Regions from separate parts of the Gossypium hirsutum genome. Here all the other regions are linked to region 1. A link is a contact called in public Hi-C data. All regions are on one chromosome and are shown on one strand. Each heading gives the region's core, a stretch centred on a gene start, on an enhancer-like site or on the middle of the called end of the contact. The rest is flanking DNA. Distances are from core to core; before and after follow the strand shown. Region 1 has its middle 4.2 kb from the start of LOC107949651. Region 2 holds the start of LOC107949671. Region 3 holds the start of LOC107949638 (copper methylamine oxidase).

What was found. Hi-C and Micro-C count contacts between places; a contact is called where the count stands out from the background.
Region 2: a Hi-C map of leaf shows a contact between it and region 1, with 1.7 times the contacts expected there. The contact joins the promoter of LOC107949671 here to the enhancer-like site in region 1. A contact is called at or near these places in 2 of 34 Hi-C or Micro-C datasets (both in leaf).
Region 3: a contact with region 1 is called in a Hi-C map of leaf, with 1.9 times the contacts expected there. The contact joins the promoter of LOC107949638 here to the enhancer-like site in region 1. A contact is called at or near these places in 2 of 34 Hi-C or Micro-C datasets (both in leaf).

Annotation. Positions count from the first base shown.
Region 1 is chrD03:42,944,062-42,947,589 of Gossypium_hirsutum_v2.1, forward strand. It overlaps the pseudogene LOC107949652. Among protein-coding and RNA genes, the nearest start is that of LOC107949651, 4.2 kb to the right of the region's middle. Within about 2 kb of position 1,675, at least 6 of the 9 cell types and tissues checked have an H3K27ac peak or open chromatin away from gene starts, as enhancers often do. A contact at or near this core is called in leaf, where this site is marked.
Region 2 is chrD03:42,590,383-42,593,910 of Gossypium_hirsutum_v2.1, forward strand. It overlaps LOC107949671, which reads left to right and starts at 1,540. Exons shown (of 3, transcript XR_001697847.2): 1 at 1,540-1,711; 2 at 2,412-2,503. It overlaps LOC107949672 (a long non-coding RNA gene), which reads right to left and starts at 1,707. Exons shown (of 6, transcript XR_005911371.1): 1 at 1,529-1,707; 2 at 992-1,286; 3 at 547-908.
Region 3 is chrD03:43,293,368-43,296,895 of Gossypium_hirsutum_v2.1, forward strand. LOC107949638 (copper methylamine oxidase) reads left to right here and starts at 1,851. Exons shown (of 12, transcript XM_016884372.2): 1 at 1,851-2,545; 2 at 3,131-3,240; 3 at 3,380-3,528. The coding sequence starts at 2,296.

The DNA.
Region 1 (3,528 bases), core at 425-2,924:
GTTTTTTAAATAATCTTACATTTTTTTCAATCAAATAATAAAGTCTTATTTCAAGCTAAATAAATCAAACAAAGTACTCTAATATACCCAATAATATACTAAGTATCTTACATTCAAATAATTTTATCGATAAAAATAATCTTACTTTCTATCAACTAAAATAAAATTCGTCAAACTTCAAGTAAAAATTTGAAATTATTAATCATTTTGAATCTTCAAATTTATTTTCATTATTTTGAGACAACTTAACATATTAATTCTTACCTAAATTATAAAATTTTTCTGAGATTGATACTTAAACTTTTTTTGTCACAAGTGATATCTAAACTACTATTTTTTCCAAGTTGGTACCTCCATTAGTCAAACCATTAAGTTTATTTAAAAAATGCTTAACCTACAAAATACTACTTAAATTATGTCATTATTTTTCATTTGTGTACCTAAACATTATTTTTCACAAGTGGTGACTAAATTTTTTTTCCAAGTTGGTATCTCTATTAATTCGATGGTTAGTCAAACCATTAAATCTATTTAACAAAAAAAGATAACCAATTAAAAAATGCCATGCCAAAAAAAAAGATAAAAAAAATATTATTTTTCTTTTTTCATCCTCTCTCATCTTGAGCTTCTTCTACAAATGTAAGCATTTAGAACTTCATGATTTTGATCAAGGTTTTAAAAACCAGATTGATGGTCAAAGCCGTCTAGCCACCAATTCCTAGTTTGATTGATTCGATCAAATAAATTATTAAAAATTTAAAAATAGTGAAAATTGGTTCAACACTTTTTCTAGCTCGGTTCAACTAGTTTGTATTGGTTTGCAAGTCAATTTGATCAACTCTTATCTTTAAATCAGTACCCTAGTTGATACCCGATGCAACTGGGCAGTTCAATTCTGAATAGACTAGTTTTGATCTATGAATGAATTATTTCTATTCCGTTAAGTCGAACAAGTAGGCGATGAAGTTCAAAAATAGAATTAATTGTCAGCGTCTCAATCTTAAGAGGGAGGGAAAATTTCGAGCATTGTTGGCTTTGCCAGATATTATAAAAGAAGAAGAAAGGGAAAAAAGACAATAGAAAAAAGGAAATAATAAAATAATAAAAAATATTTTTATATGATGAGGCAATTTATTATTGGTTGAAATTTTTTTAATAGATATAAAATAAATAATAAAAAATAAAATACTATTTATAAAGAAAAATTAAATATCAAATTAAAAAAGTGTAAATATTAATTTGTGGGTTAAGGTTTTTTTAAAAATAGATTTAAGAGATTCAGATTAAAAAAAGTAAATATAAAAAAATATTTTAAAAAAAAAAGTAATTTTATTATCTTTACAGACTTGCATATATAAAATGGATAGCTGCAAGACCCCACCTCCTCACCGTTTCCCATTCCTTTTCTTTCCCTCTTCCAAGTCGGTAGCTTTAGGTCAAGGATTTTATTTTATTTTTATTCAAAAGGACCTACCTGTATTTAATTTAATCCAATGTGAAGAGACGAGTAAAAGACTGAGAGCCTGAGCCTAGATCTTATTGACAAAACCACAAAAATAATAACACTTTTACTATATTCTTAAATCTTAATGGAGGTTGTGTCCTCATTGAGGCATTGGCTAGAGAATCCAGCATTACACGCGTTCAACTTAAAGCAAATTGCCGCGTGTCAGAACATATTGTCAGTCTAAGTTTATCTCCACCTTCACCTTCTATAAATATAAAACCCTGTCAGTCTCCTTTCTATAACCCCCTTCTCAAATTTCTAAAGCTATTGAAGAAGAATGGCAAGTCCCTCCATTACTTTTCTCTTGCTTTCGCTTCTATGCATTGTTTGCGAGGCCAGATCTCCAACTGCTGCAAGATCAGGTGCCTCAAATTTCATCAAGGCTTCATGTAGTGCCACCTAATATCCATCACTTTGCATCCAATCTCTCGCAGCTTTTGCCCCTTCAATCCAGCGGAGCCCACGCCAACTGGCTCAGACTGCCCTTTCGGTGAGCCTAGAGAGGACTAAGTCCACCCAGGCATTCGTCTCCAAAATGAAGAAATTCAGGGGACTTAAGAGGAGGGAATATGAAGCAATCAAAGATTGCATTGAGGAGATGAGTGAGAGCGTGCACAGGCTGAGCAAATCAGTACAAGAGCTCAAGTACATGGGTCAAGCCAAGGGTCAGGATTTCTTGTGGCACGTTAGCAATGTGGAGACCTGGGTTAGTGCTGCACTAACCGATGAGAACACTTGTGTTGATGGGTTCGCAGGAAGGGCTTTGGATGGTAAGATTAAGGCCTCCATCGGAGCTCGAGTCATTAATGTCGCTCAAGTCACCAGCAATGCTTTGTCATTGGTTAACCAGTTTGCCTCCAAGCAGTGATCAACCTAGCCGCTAGTTGCTCTTGCAGTAAAGTTGGAAAAAAAAAAGTGGTCCAGTTGTAGTCATGGTTTACTTTAGAGGGCTAGCTTTTGGTCAGTTTTGTCATGTGGTTTGGTCTTGAATCCCTTTTTTAAGTGTAAGAATATGAATATGAATATGAATGAAAGTTTTTATTGGCAACAAGATCGTGTTCTCATTGCTATAATGGACGGTGCTTAGACATTGAGCTCTGTTACCCTTTTTATTTTGCTAAATCATTAACTACCGTGATCTACTGTACAAGTGGCTTGGAATGTTGTCTTGGGGGGTGAGCTTGGAATTAAAGAATTTTAATGCTAATTGCCGTGATTTACGGATAGATCGAAAAATCCTATATAATTTTCAACATTACGGGCTTAGCTTAGGTATAACATTCAAAAACCAACACCTTATCTTATAATTATTTGAATTGAAAAACCTAACACCTTATTAAAATCTTATAAATAGCATTTTCACTAGGAAAACATATCATGTCTTCAAGTAAGAGGCCTTGCATATATTTCCTGCAATCTAAGTAGGAAGAGGTTTAGAGTTTATCGACTTTAAGGGTAAAGTTATCAATTCAAATTTGAAATCTTTAATGGGTTTCGGGTAAGACTAAGCTCAAATAATAGCTTTGGATAGAACAAAGTTAATTCCCAGGTCGAATTTAGACACATTAATCAACTTAACTCAATTTATTCATTTTCTTATGTAATATATTATATTAATATAATTTTATTTATTATATAATTTATATAAGTAACACCCTACATCCGACTCTACCGTCGGTCCGAGTGTGTGACGTCACATTACATTGTTGAAGCAATTTAAACTAATTCAATGTAATTCCACTAGGGTTAATTCACATTTATTAATAGCATAACAAATAAATCATTTAAGAAAATCATTCACATGCATTCATAAGGTTTGTGATCTTATTTCATCTAATTATTGGGTTATGTTAAGTCAAAATTGGAGTTAGGACACAAATCTAAACTCACTTGTTAAAATTCAAGGTTAAGGTTATGTCTCGAGATAGAGAATTCCATGTCTCGAGACAAGCTATAAATTATTTTGGAAAATTTAGCTTCGATGTTAACATGTCTCGGGACACTAAAGGATGTGTCTTGAA
Region 2 (3,528 bases), core at 290-2,789, 350 kb before region 1:
TTACCTAGTATGGTGGGACGACAAAAGAAAGCAACGTTTTAGGGGTTGAAAGATAGATTATGCAATCGAGTGAGCAACTGGTGTATCTAGCCTCTCTCCTAGGGAGGTAAAAAAGTGTTTATAAAGAGTATTTTACAGGTTAAACCAACTTCTTTGATGTTACGTTTTCTATTACCCAATTCTGTTTATTGCGAATTAGAAGTAATTATTAGTAAATTCTTCTGGTAGAAGCACAAAGATAAGCGAGCGATTCATTTGTGTAGTTGGACTTTAAAGGTGAAATACTACTCGTTATCTACGTTCTTAGAAGGAATAATCATTCTTATACATGGAGGAGTATTTGGGCCACAAAGGGCTTCCTTAAATTCAGGATGTGCTAGATGGTTGGAACGGGGTAGAATAATAGAATATATCTGTGAGGGATGATGCATGGATCCCTGAATCTGTAGATTATAAAGTTCAGAATCGGGTTACAAATAGTTCGATAACTAGAGTGTCAGATTTGATTATTCAAGAAACCAAATAATGGAGGGAGGATTTGATTACCAATGTTTTTGCGATTGAAGATGTAGAATGCATTCTATGTATTCTTCTCTCGAAAAACCCACAAGAAGACAAATTTGTATGGAAAAGAGAAGCGACGGGGGAATATACAATGTGAAGTGGGTACAAGAAGGCAATACAAGACACCAATACAAACAATGAGCCATATCTTTACAGAAATTATTACAATAAATTATGGCATACAGAAGCACTTAGCAAAGTTAAAATTACAATTTGGAAGGGGTTTAATAATTTTATCCCGACTCTCAACAACCTAGCCTTCAGGAGACTAGGGAATGAAACGACATGCCCCATATGTTAGAATGGTTGCGAAACTCTTGAACATGTGTTTTGGGATTGTGTAACTGCAAAGGAAGAATGGGGTAAGTTAGGAATTTGGTGGCCGCAAAATCTTTCAGTAGTCGAATGTAGGGAATGAATGACATACCTATTAGATAATGGAACATGTGGGTAGAAGAGCTTAATAATCGAGATTATTTGGGCAATCTGGACGTCTAGGAATCGGGTCCTACATGAAAGACATAATCAACTGGCTCAATAAATAGTGGAAATGGTGAAAAAATATACAAAAGAATGGGGAGAGGTTAAAAAACGCTTATCTATTAGAATTCCTGTACTAGAAGGATAGGGACCATCGGTGTCAGATCTGATCAGAATAAAATTTGATGGAGCTTTTCAAAGGAGCAAAAATGAGTCGTGTACAAGACTGGTAGTGAGGAGGCCTGATAGGACGGTGTTAGGCTTGAAAACAATAATCAACAAATGTATTTCATCAATGTTTGCGGTAAAAACGGTTGCATGTCTCTAGGTGACACAAATAGAAGTAGATTTAGGATTTCAAAGGGTTGAGATTAAGGGAAATGCTCTTGTAATAATAATAAAAGACAAATATAAACAGGAGAGATGAATCAGTGATTAGTGCTTACATCTAAGATATTAGAAAATTGAATGAAGTTTTCCGTACCTATCGTTTCTCATATACTGGAAGAGGAAGAAATGGGTTGGCTCACATGCTAGCAACGGAGGGTATGAAGAGGAAAAAGCAAATCTGTCTGGTAGGAGAAGTGTCCCCGTTTGCAAGGAGGAAAATGGAGGAGGGAATCTTAATCAGCCGATGAAGCATTGGGGCAAAGATGGGGCATAAAAGGTACCTTGGGGAAAACAACAGTGTATTCTTTGAGAAGCTAAAATGGAAATGATAGAGATGAAGGCTTCGTTCTTTATTGCATCTGAGATGGGCTTTTACATGTAAAAGCACTTTTCTCTGAAAAGCAATAAAGAACGAACTTCATCTCTTGCAAATTTCCAGCGTTTTTGAAGTGCTTTTGGGTAGATGAAAAAGGAGATTTTTTAAGCTTTTTCAGCCAAGAAGTGCTTTTGGGCTGGTCTTTTACTTTTTTAGCCACACAACACACAAACAACGTTGGTTCTTTGTTTTCATCCAAAATGCACTTTGCTTCCATCTCTTTTCATTACTGGTTCTTTGTTCCTCTACCGATTCTTTGTTCTTCTTCTCCACTGAAGAAGTCTCTGGTTCTTTGTTCCTCTTCTCCACCACCGATGAGTTTATCTTTTTTTTCTCTGTATATTTTTGTTTGTCTTTATTATGGGATTGATTTTTATCATTATTTCTTCTGTATATTTTCTCCTCTTCTCTGCCACCGGTGCTTCTCTTTGGAGGATTTTCTTCTCCCATTCAAAACCCACATTCAGGAAACCATCCTCTCTCTTTCTCTGGTAGGAGGAGAGTGTTAGGATTTTGTTTTTGAGTAATCATGAACATTTCTTTTGTTGTCTAAATGCTTCTTGATCACTCTGTACTAACTTTTAATCTTCACTATATCTAGGTAACAAGTCAGGAGACCAACCTAGTGGCTAGATGTCGACGAGTATATGGCCATGCTCATGATTATCACATCAATTCTATTTCAAATAACAGGTAGCTAGTGGGTTTTGTTTTTATTGCAATTTTGTGGTGTTTTGGCTCCTTATTTTAGTATTATCTGAAAATCAATTGAAGAGGAAGTATTCTTTTTCTAGGATAATATGTGGTAGAATCACACATCTTACATTTTTCTTCTCTGATGGAAAAATAAGTCTTCATTAGCTGAGTCTCTTGAATTCCCTCACCAAGATTTCTAGCCTGATAAATTGCTTAACCTTTATTGCATCTTTGTTCTTTATTATTATTAGTGTTTTTTTTTGGCAGCATCATTATGAGATGTCTCTTGAGAAACTGATGCCATCTAGTTTAGGTTTTGGATTGGAGTGTAGATTTAAACTGTTATTGATTGCGCTTCTAGGCTCTCTTTCCCCATTCCCATTCAAAGTTTGCATTCTAGAGAAGGCATATGATTCTCTAGTTGTAATGGTAAAGGATGATTGTTTCTTTAAATAATGATATAACGAATCATGGTTCCTTCCTGATAACTTTCTATTGCTGAACTTGTGTTGTCATGTTTGAACTTGTGTTGTAATTCTTTCAGAATTAGTGTTCCTTTTTTCTGTTATGCCTCTTTTGCTTTACTGATTTGCTCTGCTTTGCTTTAGCGATTGCTAGATCCTCACCAATCAGTTAGTGCAGGTGTTTAATATGTCCTAAACAGGCATATAATGCGGAGGGTAGCAGCTTCTTAATTTCCTCTGCTCATCTATGATCTTATTAAGAGTTTGAAGCTGTTAATTTAAGCTGGTATTTCTTGAGACAAATGATTTCAACTATGGTTTCTTTTCTTGTTTTAATCTTCCTTTCTTCCTTTCTTGTTTCAATCTTCCTTTCTCTCCTTGTCTTATTTTACTCTCATTCTGTTTTTTGATAAGATCCGAAGTGATCATTTCTTCTTGTATTTGGACTGGGCTTGAAAATGTTTGTTTTGTTCTTGAATTTGTTAGTACTGGAAGGATTAGTTCATTCATGTAGTAGATATTTGATACAATGGTTAACATAATTGAATTAATGCACTT
Region 3 (3,528 bases), core at 601-3,100, 350 kb after region 1:
CATTTTTATTTATTTATTTGCAACATGAAGATGTTAATGGTAGCATTATCAATATTTGAATCCTCTATAAAAAGAGGGAATCCAACGACGGTGACGGCAAACCATAACTATGGACCCACCCTTTCCGATGAGTCCATTTGCCAGTATAACTGTTAGGATCGTCCCGAATAAGCAACGAACAAGTAAAAATAGTAGAAGAAATTGAGAAGATGAACACACAAATTTAACGTGGAAAAACCCCTCAAAAGAGGATAAAAAACCACGGGCAAAGATAATTTTACTATAATGGCAAAAGAATGAAGAGTAAAAAAGATGGAGATAAAAACTAAACCCCGAAAACCCGAAAAACAAAGAACCCGAAAAACGTAAACACAAAATTCTCTGAATGTGTTATGAGTTCTAATCTAATGGGTGTCTCTTTTTCTAAGATTGTAAAGGAGCCTATTTATAGGCTAAATTAGTAAGTCAAATAAACTATACTAATAAATGCTAAATATATTATACTAATAAATACTAAATCTTCTAGAAAGAAAATATATTTTTGTTTAACTTGACTTGCAAGCAATCTCTTAGAATTTGGGTCACACAATTCTAACAATAACACCACTTAGCCACCCTACCGCCACCGACGATCATGGCAATGTTGTCTCTACTGTTACTTCAAGTAAAACTACTCTTGATTACTTTTTTTTTGGTTGGTTTGATAATTATATTTTTTTTGCAATTTAGAAAAAAAAAACCTATTACAAATGTTACAGAGGATTGAAGAACTAATCTCCTAAAACAAGTTGTGCGATAATTCCTTTCAACCTTTTTTCGTATTTCGCTTCCTACAGTTATCCAGAGCACTATAACATATTGGTTATTTTATGTTTGAATTTGATTTCATAAATTTTGAAACAAACTTCAAAAAGCATCATCTAGTTATTAAAGTTAAATCCTCCAAAAGAAAAAAAAATGAAACAGTTGAATTGTAAAAAATTGTAAAAAGAATCTAATTTTTCAAATATAAAATTGTAAAAAAAAATCAAACAAACAAAAAAATAGAAGTAAAAAGAGATAAATTTTACTTGAAGTAACAATAGAGACAATATTGTCATGGCCATTGATGGCGATAGGGTGATCGATGGTGTTATACTGAAAAATGGGTTCATCAGAAAGAGTGGGGTTATGGTCATGATTCATTGTCGCCGTAATTGGATTCCCTCTTCTTAGAGAGGATTCAAAGGACAATGCCACTATTAAAATCTTCACGTTGTAAATAAACTAAAAAAAAAAAATTTGGAATAATTATGTAGAGGTACCTAATTTTAGTTAAAAGTAAAAAAATACCACGTTAGCAATCCATTAGTAGATCAATAAAATTTTTAATAACTGTGAGCAGTTCGAACAATTATCTTAATCAGAGTGATAAAAAAAATTTAGAGTGATGAAAAGAAGAATGAGGGTAGTTTATCCTAAAAGTAAAATAAGAGTAAGTAAAGAATGCAGTGGCGTGGGCCGTAGCCCACAAGTAAAAGTGAATATAGAGAAATTAAGTCCTTATAAATAAATAAGAGGAAGTTGTACGGCCTTATCAGGGCTAACATTAGGATCCTCCTATCAGTGTATGTATCACCCCTTATCCACTGAAAATGATCCCTCTTATAAATCATTATTATAAGCTCCCCACCCAAAATCCTACAAAAACATAAAACAAAAGTAGGGCCATCGCCTTATGGCCCATATCCACCACCACCACCATCAGTTTTAGTTTTGTTATTATCTGGCGTTAACAAAAAAGAGTTAAACAGGTCACCTATGATCTCCCGTCCAATAAATCAATAGAGGGTGTGGGTTGAGAGTGAGATGGATGCACGTGGTTTCTGTACTTTCTCTTATATAGGAATAGGAGTAGAATAGTATATAAAGCCCTTCCATTCCCTTACTTTTTCTCCGTCTATCCAACTCTACCATTGATTATTTTTTTCCTTTTTCCTTTTGTTTTGTTTCTGGTTCTGGTTTCCTTTTTCTCTTCACATTTCTTTCTCCCGATGAACAAACGCTCCTTTGTCGTTAGAATTAGAGTTTATTGCCACTCAACTCACCACTATTTGATCTGACCTTGGTTATTTCTGCTTCATTTTTTTCTCTTTTAAATTTTCTTGTATTTTCTTGAAGCTTCTTTCCAACGGAGAAATAGATAGAAGAGAGAGGGAGAGCCAGAGAGAGTCGACTGAGAAAGTTTTGCTGTATGTCAGTAGATTGTATTGAGACTTACTGCGGTGGATTTGGCGAGCTTGCAAACCCTTTACAATGGCCTCAGCTAAGAAAAAGACGACGCTTCATTCTTCTTCATCTTCTTCCCCTTCTTCATGTTGCGCATCGCACTCCGTTGTTTCCGCCGCGCCTCCTGCTTCTTCATCTGCCTCCGCCACCGCCTCCAATCTGCTGCACGAGTGGACCCTCGGTTCTACGGATCGCCGCGACGATAGCAGCGTCACCAAAGCTGCCATGGCGTCCTTGATTCGCCCCGTTGATTCTCTTCCCGATACTTCCACCAAAGGCATCTCTCTCTCTCCCCCTGTCTCTTTCATTGTTGTAAGAAATGTGTCGGCGTTTCAGATGATCCTCAATTTAGATCCTAGCCGTTTTACATGTTGTTATGTATTTCTTTTTCTATCATCTCATGTTTTTCGGACTTTTTTATTTTCTGCATCGTTCCTCGTGCATTAATCATCCACGAATATCATGAACTAAAGTTTCAGACTTCGATATATATATTCTTTTTGAAAAAAAAAAGGAATTAACTACGGTTTAGTTTGTACCAAATGCATGTATATTTCTTTCTTTTATTTATCTATCTTTTATAGTTATATTGGAAGAATCTTGAAAGTGTAAGATTTATTTCGAGAAAGGACTATCAATTCATTACTTAATGCTTCACTTTGACCTTTTATTTTTATTTGCTCTGCTGCTTGTTGACCGATTTCTTTTTCCTAAAAAAATTTCAAGTGAATAACTTCAAGAATTTTGTGTTTAATCGAACGTGTTTGAGAGTTATGCTGGTATTTAGTTATTTAGCACTCTGATGTCGACAAGGATTTTTCTCTCTATAGTGTTCAATAAGATTGCTTGTTTGATTGTGCAGGCATCCAAATCTTTACAAGGCCTCAAACCAGTCATCCTTTGGACCCTTTATCTGCTGCTGAGATCTCTGTTGCAGTTGCTACTGTCAGAGCTGCTGGTGCCACTCCTGAGGTTGCTAATTTCTATATAATGCCTTTATTTTGTTGTCCTCCATTCTATCATTTCTAAACCAATGTGCTTAAGATTTGTTGATGTTTCTATGTTGTTTAAAATGTTGAGATAAGTAATATTCTTATTTTTCTTTTTCAAGGTAAGAGACAGCATGCGCTTCGTTGAAGTGGTTCTTTTGGAGCCAGACAAGCATGTTGTTGCTCTGGCAGATGCTTATTTCTTCCCACCTTTCCAACCCTCATTACTTCCCAGGACCAAAAATGGCCCAGTGATACCTACCAAGCTCCC